Linked DNA regions of Mus musculus: region 2 is linked to region 1. A link is a contact called in public Hi-C data. All regions are on one chromosome and are shown on one strand. Each heading gives the region's core, a stretch centred on a gene start, on an enhancer-like site or on the middle of the called end of the contact. The rest is flanking DNA. Distances are from core to core; before and after follow the strand shown.

Region 1 (6,097 bases), core at 1,803-4,302:
AGGAGAGAGAGGGAGGGAAGAAGAGAGGGAGAGAGAGGAAGAGAGAGAGGGGAGAGAGAGGAAAGGAGACAGAGAGGGAGAGGGAGGGAGAGAGAGAGAGAGAGAGAGAGAGAGAGAGAGAGAGAGAGAGAGAGAAGAGAGCAGTTGGTAGAGGGCTTGCCTATGAGAAACTTGTTTTGTTAAGTCAAAGCTAGGCAGCCAAGCAGGAAGTCATTTCCTGGCCTTCTCCTTCCTCCTTTCACCAATTAGCCAATCATGTCAGCCTGTGAAGTTGAGCACCCATTAATGGATGAAACACAGCTACCGACTACTTTAGGGATAAAGGCAGGAGTCCTGTTGGTTTGGATTCTGGCACACCCTTTTAACAAAAACCCTTAGGGCTGGAGAGATGGGTCCGTGGTTAAGAGCATTTGTTGCTCTTACAGAGACTTGGGTTTGATTCCCAGCACCCACACAGTAGTTCTCAACTGTGTGTAACACACGTTTCAGGGGATCTGATGGCCTCTTCTGGTCTTCACAGGAATCAAGCATGAATGTGGTGCACATACATGCATGCAGACACAGCATCCACACACATACAATGAAATAGTTTTTAAAAAGAATTATGTTACCAAGATACATTTGCTTTGTTTCTGTGTTCCCCCGTGCAACACCCAGATTGTTTGTTTCTAACACCTAGCATGCCTGGTGTGTGGTGGCACATGCCTGCAATCATAGCTCTCTGGAGGTGGAGGCCTGAGGGTTAAGAGTTTGAGGTCATCTTTTATGGCCTAATAAGTTATAGGCCAAACTTCATGAGACCTGGTTGCAGAAGGGATGGGGGTTGAGTGAGAAGAGGAGAACAAAGGGAGGAGGGAGAGGGAAAGGAGAAGAATGAGGAGAGAGGAGAAGGACAGGAGAGGGAGGAGGGAGGGAGGGAGGGAGGGAGAGGAGGGAAGAGGGAGGAGAAAGAAGAGAGGAGGGAAGAAGGAAGAGGAAAGAGGGAGGAAGGAGAGAAGAGGGAGGAGGGAAGAGGGAGATGAGAGGGAGGAGGGAGGAGGGAGAGGAGAGGGAGGAGGAAAGGAGGAGAGAGGAGAAAGAAAGGGGAAGGGAAGAGGGAGGAGGGAAGAGGCAGGAGGGAGGAGGGTAGAGGGAGGAGGGAGGAGGGTTAGGGTTAGGCTCTCTGAAGCAAGCTTGCACCGCCTCCATGACTTCACGGAGAAGTCTGGGCCTCATCTACCCCTCTAGCTCACCCATCTTCCTGTGCATGTGGCTTGGCTGACCTTTTCTGAATCCCCTTAACCTTGTCAGAGCTCTTCCCTACAGCTCAGCACATGCCAGGTTTCCCCATAGGCAGCAGGGAACATCCCAAACCACGGTGCTCCAGCTTAGGAAGGTCCTGGCTGAGGTTCCACAGCACTCACTTTGTAACTCCAGAGCATTCGAGCTCTCTGTACGTGTTGCATTTCTGTTGCTGGGGTTAAGTACTCTGACAAACAACTCCGGGGAGAGCTTGTTTTAGTTTACAACTCCAGGTTACAGACCATGACAGTGACGAGGCCAAGGCAGGAAGCCGAAGCAGCCAGCCACAGCTGTGAAGAAAAGGAATCCATACATATTTACTGCTCAGCTCTCTTCCTCCACTCTTACATTGTCCAGGGCCCTGCCTACTGTGCCTAGTGTTGCCACAGTAGGTCGGTCTTTCCACCGCCATTAAGGTAATCAAGACAGTCCCACCACCACCAAGGCCAATCTGATCTAAAGAATCTTTCACTGAGACTGTTGCCAGTCTAGTCTACCTTGTATCATTTGTACAATTAAAAAGTATCACAGGTATCAGAGATAGCTTAGCAGTTAAAGGCTAGGCTCACAACTTGAACACTAGCCACCATAGGGGCTGAGAGATAGCTCAGCCTTTAAAGGCTAGGCTCACAATTGAAACACTAGCTACCACACTGTCTTAGTTAGGGTTTTATTGCTATGAACAGACACCATGACCAAGGCAAGTCTTATAAAAAAACATTTAATTGGGACTGGCTTACAAGTTCAGGGGTTCAGTCCATCATCATCAAGGTGGGAGCAGGGCAGTATCCAGGCTGGCATGGTCCAGGCAGAGCTGAGAGTTCTACATCTTCATCCAAAGGCTGCTAGTGGAAGACTGACTTCCAGGCAACTAGAGTGAGAGTCTTAAGCCCGTACCCACAGTGACACACCTACTCCAACCAGGTCACACCTATTCCAACAAGGCCACACCTCCAAATGGTGCCACTCCCTGGCCCAAGAATATACAAACCATCACACACCCTGTCCATCACACACCCTGTCCACACACCCTGTCCATCACACACCCTGTCCATCACACACCCTGTCCATCACACACCCTGTGCCTTGCTGTTCTTTCTGATCTCATTTTGTGTGAACACTAACATCCTCCCTACAGTGCTGCTCTGAGGATGATGTCAGACCATGTATGTGAAGGGAAATGTGGAGCTTGCATGGGATGTTGTATCCATCAGCAGCTCACAGCAGAGCTGGACCACACAACGTGGTTAGAGTTGTCACTGGTGGCAGTCACCTGCGGCAACCTGCTTTATATTTCTGGTTAAAATTTCCTCATACATAAAATGGGACTGTCATATGGTGCCCAGTGGGGAATGACGTAGAGTTGCGCTTGCCCTTGGTGCCCTGCCCCCTCTGCACTTGGCCTTGAAAAGGACTATGTGAGCAACTGATTATATTCCTTCTGGAATGGTGAGCTGTGTCTCCTCTGTGTTGGAGACACCAGGTGTGATGAAGAATTTGGAGCAAAGGACCCCAGCCACACTCAGCTTCCACCTGTCTACCTCTTCTCTGAAGTCCCCAACCCTGATTCTTGATCTAATTACCTCTGTCCCCAGAGCTGTCCTACAACCTCCTTGGTCATCTGTCAGCCACTTGGGACAGAGGCAGAGAGCCACTTATTCCTCCTAGGAGGGGCTGCTCTGCCCTGGGAGGGGGATACCCCACGCATCACTTAAGGGCTGACTGCCCAGCTCCAGGCAAGTGTATTCGAGTGCCAATGCCAGGCAGGCTCAGATGAATCACCTCCCGTTCCATGTGGTCACCCTGGCTGGCAACAGAGGCCCTGTGTGCTTCTCTGTGTGGTTTCTTTCCATTCCGTGAGTCAGAAGGCACCAGTCACTGGCCATGTGATGCCGTAGTCTCCTGCCAAGGAACAGTGGCAAAGAATTTCTGGAAAACCCTGGAAGGACAAGGGAGGGCAGATGTGGTTGCCAGAAACAGGCCTGAGCTGAGAGGGCTGGATGCAATCTTGTGAGATTAGCATGGGGAAAGGGGCTCTGGTCTCATGAGGCCAAAGGCCCCTATAGTAGCAGCAGCTGCTGGGTGTAGGGCCAAACCTGGTTTCCCTGTGGTGGAATAACATGATCATTTGGTCTAATTATAAGCAGAAAGCTTTTTGTAATGTAAAAAATCTTGGTCATTTAAGAACTATAAAAAGGAAGAACTGCCCCTAGCAGACACTTTTTATTTATTAATTTCTTTAGTGTTGGCCTTTATAAAAAAAGGATGAAGAAGTAAAAGGAGGAGGAAGAGGAAGAGGAGGAGGAGGAGGAAAAAGAGGAGGAGGAGGAGGAGAGGAGGGGGAGGAGGAAGAGGAGGAGAGGAGGGGGAGGAGGAGAGGAGGGGGAGGGGAGGAAGAGGATGAGGAAGAGGAGGAGAGGAGGGGGAGGAGGAGAGGAGGGGGAGGGAAGGAAGAGGATGAGGAAGAGGAAGAGGAAGAAGAAGATCATTAGACTGTTCTGTCCTGGAACTCACTATGTAGACCAGGCTGGCCTCAAACTCACAGAGATCTGCCTACCTCTGCTCCTGAGTGCTAGGATTAAAAACATGGGCCACTATACCTGGCTGACTTATTATTTCTTTAATTATGTGTATGTGTAGGGGTATGTGCACATGTGTGCAGGTGATTGCAGAAGCCAGGAGCATCAGACACCCTAGAAAACTGGTTACAGTTGGCTGTGAGCCACCTGCCATGGGTGCTGGGAATGGATCTGTCCTCTTCAAGAGCGAGATGGTTCTGGCTGACAAGCCAGCTCCCCAGCCTCTAGTTTTCTGGCTTTTTGCTACTCACTGTGTAGCCAGGCTGGTTTCAAAGCTACTATGTAGCTCGAGCTGGCCTCTGGTTATGGAGTGCTGGGATTACAGACCTGCACCACCACAGACACTGTTCCAGCTTGCCAAGATGTTTCCTGTACATACATAGTGCCACCTGCCTGCCCCTGGCCTGTCATACTGCTGGACACTGCCCAAGTCTGGTCTTGATATTACCTGATGCCTGGGATACTGCGACTCTAGGTCCCTAGGATGGCAGTCAGCACAGAGTCAGCGGCCTCCCTTCTTGTGCTCCCTGGCCCCTGAAGGTGTCTTTTTTTTTTTTTTTTAAGATTTATTTATTTATTATATGTAAGTACACTGTAGCTGTCTTCAGACACACCAGAAGAGGACGTCAGATCTTGTTACGGATGGTTGTGAGCCACCATGTGGTTGCTGGGACTTGAACACTGGACCTTTGGAAGAGTAGTCGGGTACTCTTACCCACTGAGCCATCTCACCAGCCCTGAAGGTGTCTTAAAGGCTAAACGAGTCTCAACCAAATATGAGAAGACCCTTTGCTCAGAGCCTCAGGATTTACCACACCATCCCTGAGAGTCTGTGGATAGCTGGTTCCACATAACGACCAATGAGGATGTCACACATTCTAGCATTCTGGCTTTATTCCTAAGGAAGAGTTATAATAAATGAACTACCCAGTATATTCCTTATTGTAACTGTTAATGTGGTCATGTATGTGTGTGTGTGCCTTTGTGTGTGCATGTGCATGCATGCATGTATTAGTGTGTGTGTGGTATGTGGTATGTATGTGGAATGTGGTGGTCTGAGGGAGAAATGTCCTCCATAGGCTCAGGTATTTAGATGCTTGGTCCCCAGTTGCTTGACTGTTTGGGGAGGCTCTGGAACCTGTAGGCTTTCTGGTGGATGTCCATTAGTGAGAGAGAGTGGGTGTTGGGAGTTTCTAACCTCACTCGCAGTGTGCTCTTCTTGCTTTGTAGTTACTGTTGAAGATGCGATTTCTCCACTTCCTGATCCTGCTGCCATGTCTGCTGCTTCTGCCACCGCTCCCTGCCAGGATGGACTCCAGCCCTCCAGGATCATATGCTTAAACAACCCTTCCTTCTATAAGTTGCCCTTGTGGTCCTTTTTATCCCAACAACAAAAGGTACTGATAATAGCATTACCATACAGAATAGTATTAGTCCTTAGCGGGTTTTTGTTGTTGTTATTTGGTTTTGTTTTTCAAGACAAGGTTTTTCTATGTAGCCCTGGATGCCCTGGAACTCACTCTGTAGACCAAGCTAGCCTTGAACTTGAAGATCTGCCTCCCTCTGCTTCCTGGGTTCTGGGATAAAAGACATACACCACCATGCCTGGCTAGTCCTTGGTAATTATGATGGATGCAGTTTAAGGCCCAGAGTGCAAACTAGCAAGAAGCTGCTCAGATGTAAAGAAGTGTTTGGTATCAAGGTGACCAAGGTGAGTTTGTATTGTCAGCTTTGCTAGATTTAGAATCACCTAGGAGATGACCCTTTGGGTGTGTCTATGGAGGTATCTCCAGAGTTAAGAGTGGACCGAAGAGATCCTGAATTTGGGTGGCACCTTCCATGGGTTGAGGTCCTAGACTGAACAAAAAAGGGGACGTGTCATTCTGCTGCGAGCTGCCTCCTGCCTCACCCATAGGTCTTCCCACCATGACGGTATCCTAGAGCATCGAGGACTCCACACCTCAGACAGCAAGGTGAAATTGCAAACACTCCCTCCACCCCCGAAGTCAAAGGGTCTCCTGGCTGCACAGTGCCCTTAAGTGAGACACATCATGGTCTGCCTCCTATTTCTGCTAACACACATGCTTTCTGGGTTTGTCAACTGTCAGTGTGAAGGACAGTCTTCCCAGCCAGTCCATCATCCTTTACCCCTGACCTCCATCCTGGCTGGTACCCTGGCACCTCCTGCAGGTGTGGGGAGAGAGAGCACTGTGGTTGGGTGAGTGGATGGCATAGGT
Region 2 (6,097 bases), core at 1,152-3,651, 530 kb before region 1:
CCAGCGTGGTCTACAGAGTGAGTTCCAGGACAGCCAGGGTTACACAGAGAAACCCTGTCTTGAAAAAACAAAAAACAACAAAACAAACAAACACTATTCCCCTTGGAAACATTGTTGCCTTAAACATTATTTGTAACCCTATAATTTAGCATTTTGTGGTTATTGAAGAACAAAACAAAAGCTGAGCAACATGGTTCACACCTCTAATCCCAGCAGCGGCAGGCAGATCTTTGTGAATTCCAGGCTAGCCAGAACTACAGTGAAACTCTGGGAAATGGGGGACACTGAAGATGGCTTAGTGGTTAACAGCACTTGTTGCTCTTACAGAAGACTTGGATATGGTTTCCAGTCTCTCAATCCATCCATAACTCTAGCTCCAAAGAGTCCAATGCTGTCTTCTGACCCCCTTGGGCATTTGGCACACAGGTGGCACACTTACATACATGTAGACCAAACACCCATACACATAAATAAGTCCTTAGTTCTCTTTTTCTTTTGAAAGCTCTAGTTGAATACAGAGAACTGTTTGCCAGGAAGTCTCTTTGAAAACAAATCTAGGAGGGGTCAGCGATTAAGCACCTGCTGCTCTTCCCGGGGGTCCTGAGTTCAAGTTCCAGCATCTGGTCAGACGGCTCACAGTTGCCTGGAACCCTGAGCGTGAGTGTGTGGGATAGGGTAAGTCCACTCCCTCTTCTGGTCTCACCATACACATAGCACTCACTCACAAGACACATATACTATATATACATAAATAATAAACATTTTTAAATACATAATACATATAAAAGACTTTGGGGTGTAACTCAAATGCCTGAGGGCCTAGGTTCAATCCCCAACATTAGGGGAACAAAGTCAAACTCAAACTTAAATTGTATTGTGAATTCTGAGCTACTGGATTTACTAGCAACCCAAGCCTCAGTTCTTTGCATCTGAATGCTTCACCTAAGATATTAAAAAGTTGAATTCTAGGCCAGGTGTGGTAGCTCACACCCTTATTCCCGGCATTTGGGAGGCAGAGGCAGGAGAATCACTTTGAGTTCAAGGACAGCCTGGTCTACAAAGTGAGTTCCAGGACAGTCAGGGCTACACAGAGAAATCCTGTCTCAGGGAAAAAAAAAAAGTTGAATTCTAAAATACTCACAGGAGACATGTAATAGGGTGTGCCAACAAACGTTTTTGCAAAACTCGTGTCGTGATTTAATATTCTAGCTAGTCCAAAGTCCCCCAGCTTGACATTGTGTTTGCTGTCCAGGAAGACATTGGCTGGCTTCAGGTCCCGGTGAAGCACAGTGTGGCCACCATCGCTCCTTCTGTGACACTCTTTCAGGGCCAGCGTCAACTGAGTCATCACTCGAAGGACAAACTCTTCCTCCAAGTACTGTCTGGAGAAAAAGCACATTTCACAACCCTGAATAAAAGCCATCTTCAATCTGGGGCAAGTCATTCAGAGCGTACAAACATGGAAGTTAATTATTATTAGATACGAACCGTGGGGCTCTTTCACCTTACCTATCCTTGGTCCCCTTTGAAATGACACTAGCCAGGTCCCCTCCCTCACAGTATTCCATTACGATGTACAGGGTTGTGTTGGTTCGGTCAATAATGCGATCATAGTAACTGACGATGTTTGGATGTTTCAGCTCCCGAAGCAAGTTCACTTCAGACACAAGCATCTGCTTCTCCACCTCCGTCATGGAGCCATAGTCAAGCTCTTTCCACACCAGGATCTGAAATACAACATTTCCAAGGTGTGAGACAAAGGGTGAAATTTCCAAAGTTGAAAAACAAAACACTAACAACTCAATGGGTGTGTCAGTGAGGGAGTCGAGACCGGGTTAATTTAGTGGGAAGACCCACCCGAAATGTGGGCGGTACCATCCCCAGCGCTTGAGTCCGGGACGGCGTGTGGCGCAGCGGCGAAGCAGGTCACGTGAGCTCGTCTTTCTGCTCGCCGCGGATTCGCGCCTCCACCGGTTCCCAGCCGCGGCTGCCCGCTCCACGAGCCCGTCCCTTCTTAGGAGGCTACAGCCCGGTCCTTCACGAGAGTTCAGGTGGCCGCCCTGCCCCTCCCCAGCGTGGGCGACGCTTGCTTCTCCCTAAGCCCGCCGTGGAAGGGCTGCCCGGCGCCTCACCTTGCCGTCGCTCTTCCTCCGAATCTTCTGACAGCGGCCGTAGGAGCCGGTGCCGATGCTGTGCAGCACCTCGTAGTCCTCCACCCGGGACGGCATGGCGAGCGGCCACCCTGGCAACCACACCACCGCGCCGCTCGGAGCCCAGGCTCGCCCGCTGCAGGCCAACCGCGCCGAAACCCGAGCCCCTCGTCTGCCTGCCTGAGTCGGCGAGCAACCGGCCACCGGGTCAACCGTCGCGGGCTTCGGCCTCGCATTCTATTGGTCCACAGCGAAGGTGCATCTCAACTCTGATTGGCTGAGAAAACACAACACTGCTAGGCATCCTGGGAAAATGCGTGTCGCTAGGCAACCGCGTCGGCGTTGGTGTCTGCGTCTAGCTGCTCTACGGAATACGAGCCGCGCCGAAAACCCCTGGGATTTGGGATCGCAAAGCCTGTTGGGGCCTCGGTAATTCCATTCCTTGGCTGAAGTCGCTATGGTAACGGATGTCCGAGGCTCTGGACTGGAGACACTGGCCTTTTGACCTTTCCACTTTGACCCCACCCTTTTCCGACTCCTCTGCACTCGGGTCCTGAACCTAAGCCCTTGTGTGTTGAGGATTTGATGACCCTGAGGGTGCGGTGAGTGCACCGAGCACTTTATAGTCCTCACACCTAGAGAGCCAGAATCCCTGTTCCAGCCCGGCTTGGTGGCGCGCTCAGGCAGATCTCTGTGAGCTTGAGGACATCCAGAGCTTTGTAGAGGGTCCCTGCCTTACCCCCACCCGCGAGAAAGACACCCCACGCCCAGAGAGAGAGAGAGACAGAGAGAGAGAAACTAGGCCCAACTGCCCAGAAGAGAACTAATTAAAAAATAATAAGAATAAAGGATATTCATAGTAATAACGCAGAGTTGACATGTGTTTTCTGAGCACAGTTAGCATAGTCTAGATCTCTGAACATTAAACTGAGAGACCTGTTGAACATAGAAACGTATCCAAAGCTTAGGGACTGAGTATGGAAGCATTCAGAACAGAGTCACCACACTGCCAAATTGTACTTCTAAGACATCTACCAAAAAAGTGTGTTAGGAAAAAAAAAAAAAAAAAGGTGTTCCCTAATAGCCAATCCGGGAGCTGCATGCAGTTTGCTGACTTGAGCTCACATAGCCAGTGACATGGCCCCGCTTTGACTTGGGGAAGGGGAGCTAAAGGCTTCCATCCAGAGCAGGTGGGGGGTAATGTGCATTACCAGAAAGCTAATAATCTGCTGCATAAATGGGTCATTGTTCTTAAAATATCTGTTCATGCTGTGATTGAAAAAGAACCCAATGTCCTATTAATAAGAATTAGAAGCCTCCTTATGTTAAAAATAAATGTATTTTGTGCGCTGAATTTAGTATAAGCTAATTGGAATTGCCAGCCAGGAGAACTTTTAAATTAGCATTCAAGGACATTGTCACACCTCAAAGGGGTAGGATTAATTTAGGTCTCAGAAATTATATAAGGAGCTACAAATGCCTGAGGTCATTTATATGGTGTGTGTGTGTCATATGTGATGTGTGTGGTATGTTTGTGTGTGTGTCGTATGTGATATGTGTGGTATGTTTGTGTGTGTGTGTCGTATGTAATGTGTGTAGTATGTTGTGTGTGTGTGTGCTGTGTGTGTTGTTTATGATGTGTAGAGTGTTGTATGTGATATGTGTAGCATGTTGTGTGTGTGGTGTGTTTGTGATATGTGGTGTATAGGCGTGTGGTGTGTATGTGATGGGTGTACTGATGCTTATGTTGAGTTTGTTGACCAGCCTGCTTCACACACAACCTTTCATCTTCTTTCTAGACAAAGAGCTCTTACTCTTCGCTCCAAACACAACACACTTTCTCAGCTTCTCAAGACTAACTTGGTACTTGTCCTTCCAGTTGTTAGAAGTTCCACTTGCATCCCTACCTCGTGCCTTACCCCACCTTGGTTACTGTTGATTGACAGGATGTAGAATCACCTAGGGGGTCAAGCCTTTGGGTACACTTGTAGAGACAGCGTAGATTAGGTCAGCCTCCGAGCATGCCTGTGAGGGTTTATGTTAAATTAATCGAATGGAAAAGACACACCCTAAAAGTGGGCAACAATGTTCTTTGGTCCTTGCTTAGTTTCTTTTCTGTTGCTGCGAAGAAACACTATGGCCAAGCCAACTTACAAAAGAAAGCATTTAAATTGGGGGCTTACAGTTTCAGAGAGTGAGTCCTTTATTATCCTCATGTCAGGAAACATGGTGGCAGGCAGGCGTGATAGCACTGGAACCGTAGCTGAGAGCTTCCAGATTGAGATGTGAACCACAGAGCACAGAGAGAAGGGAGAGAGAGGGAGACTCTTCCTGGCATGGGCTTTTAAAACCCCAAAGCCCACCCTTAGTGGCACACCTCCAACAAGGCTACACTTCCTAATAACTTCCCAGAACAGACCTACCAAGTAGGGACCAAGCATTCAAATATATGAGCCTCTGGGGACCATTCTCATGCAAACCACCAGTCTAGGACTACATAAAAAAGAGAAGGCTAGGTAAGCACACACATTTGTTTATCTCTTCCTGTTTCCTGGCTGCAGGTGCAAAGTGACCAGAAGCATCAAGTTTCTTTTTGGTTTTGTTTTGTTTTGTTTTCATGACAGGGTTTCTCAGTATAGCCCTGGCTGTCCTGGAACTCACTCTGTAGACCAGGCTGGCCTCAGACTCAGAGATCCACCTGCTTGTGGCATGCAACACCATGCCAGGCTGTAAAGTCTCTGCTTTCCAAGGCTGATGAACTGTGAAACAGTTGAACCCACCTCTTCCTGAGCTGCTTCTGCCCAGGATTTTACTCAAGGCAACAGCATGCTCCCTCTATTATGTTTATCCAGAGGACACAACTTGTCCTGCAAGGCGGAATTCCAACCTTGTCACCTCTGCTCTGAGGGGCCTCATCCAAGATGTTCAGAGAACAGTGTAAATCAATTCTGTCGTGATATCTGTGATTGTTTTCTAGCTGAACATCAAACTGCTTGTGGCCAGTGTAAGTCCTGCAATAGAGAAGGCAGAAAAAAAAAAAAAGCTTTGTTAAATAAAGATGCAGTAAGGCCTGTTATTAAGACTTACACAGAGATTCCAAATGATCCCTGAAGTATTCAGCCATGCCAGCTGTATCTCGGGGGAGCTGTCCTGGGAGTATAGAGAGAGGCCCTAGGTGAGAGTGTTCAGCCACAATGACCACCATAATAAAAAAGGCGGGGGAGGATTTACAGGACAAATCAGTAATTACCAAAGTGGGAAATGGTTGGCTTTGGGGGTTCCTCTCAGCGGTATAGAGTTCATCCAACAAACACAAGGCCCTGAGTTCAGTCCTCAGTATGGGGTCATCGGGTGTGGATGGGAGGTGGGGCAGGAATCAACCGAGAGCGGAGAGATGAGCCTACCCTGCTCTGGGCAGCCATCTGGCTCCTGCAGGACCTGGCTCACACTATTCTTGCCCAATCTGCTTCTGCTGTCAGTCCCCATTAACAGTGTGTGCCATCTCAAGGGAGGGACCTTTTGCACTGTGCCCTGGGCCCACAGTGCACTTCCTGGGCAAGCTCCTGGCTTTTGTCCTGACTTTGCTACTTTTTTGTCTTCCTTCTCTTAGCTAAAGGCTAGCATCGTTAGCTCTGTTCACTGAAGAATCTCCAGGCTCGCCTCCGGGAGCGTCTGTGTACTGACACAAGCTTCCCACTAGAGGGCGGTACGCCACTGCGTAATAAGGAGCAGCTCTGCACCACCCGCAGACTCCAAGACTGGCCTGGGAGGATGTTGGGTCAGACATTTTGTGAGTGAGTCATCTTGAGGATTACTTGGGGCGGTTTGAAATCTGGGTTTATGACAATGTTTTGAAGTTATTAGTAAAGATTTCTACAAAGAGAAAAATAAAGGGAAAGGTTCTTGGTAAGAATCGGACGACATCATGACACACTGTCTCAAAAATT

Evidence for each region. A called contact is a pair of places that touch in the nucleus more often than the background predicts.
Region 2: a Hi-C map of the N1E-115 cell line shows a contact between it and region 1, with 21 times the contacts expected there. The contact joins the promoter of Nek2 here to the enhancer-like site in region 1. A contact is called at or near these places in 19 of 39 promoter capture datasets (the 3T3-L1 cell line, 3T3-L1-derived adipocytes, the C10 cell line and 11 more), 5 of 15 datasets of contacts at CTCF or cohesin (the NIH/3T3 cell line, embryonic stem cells, large pre-B cells and 2 more), 70 of 484 Hi-C or Micro-C datasets (the 63-12 cell line, B cells, the Ba/F3 cell line and 38 more), 23 of 115 datasets of contacts at active chromatin or transcription factors (the 230-238 cell line, the HPC-7 cell line, T-cell acute lymphoblastic leukemia and 15 more) and 3 of 9 other capture datasets (adipose tissue, liver and macrophages).

What each region holds. Positions count from the first base shown.
Region 1 is chr1:191,289,581-191,295,677 of GRCm38.p6, reverse strand. No RefSeq gene overlaps it. Among named protein-coding and RNA genes, the nearest start is that of Nenf, 26 kb to the left of the region's middle. Within about 2 kb of position 3,052, at least 132 of the 459 cell types and tissues checked have an H3K27ac peak or open chromatin away from gene starts, as enhancers often do. A contact at or near this core is called in the Ba/F3 cell line, the N1E-115 cell line, the NIH/3T3 cell line and 12 more, where this site is marked.
Region 2 is chr1:191,817,777-191,823,873 of GRCm38.p6, reverse strand. Nek2 (NIMA (never in mitosis gene a)-related expressed kinase 2) reads right to left here and starts at 2,401. Exons shown (of 8, transcript NM_010892.3): 1 at 2,133-2,401; 2 at 1,510-1,727; 3 at 1,142-1,382. The coding sequence starts at 2,228.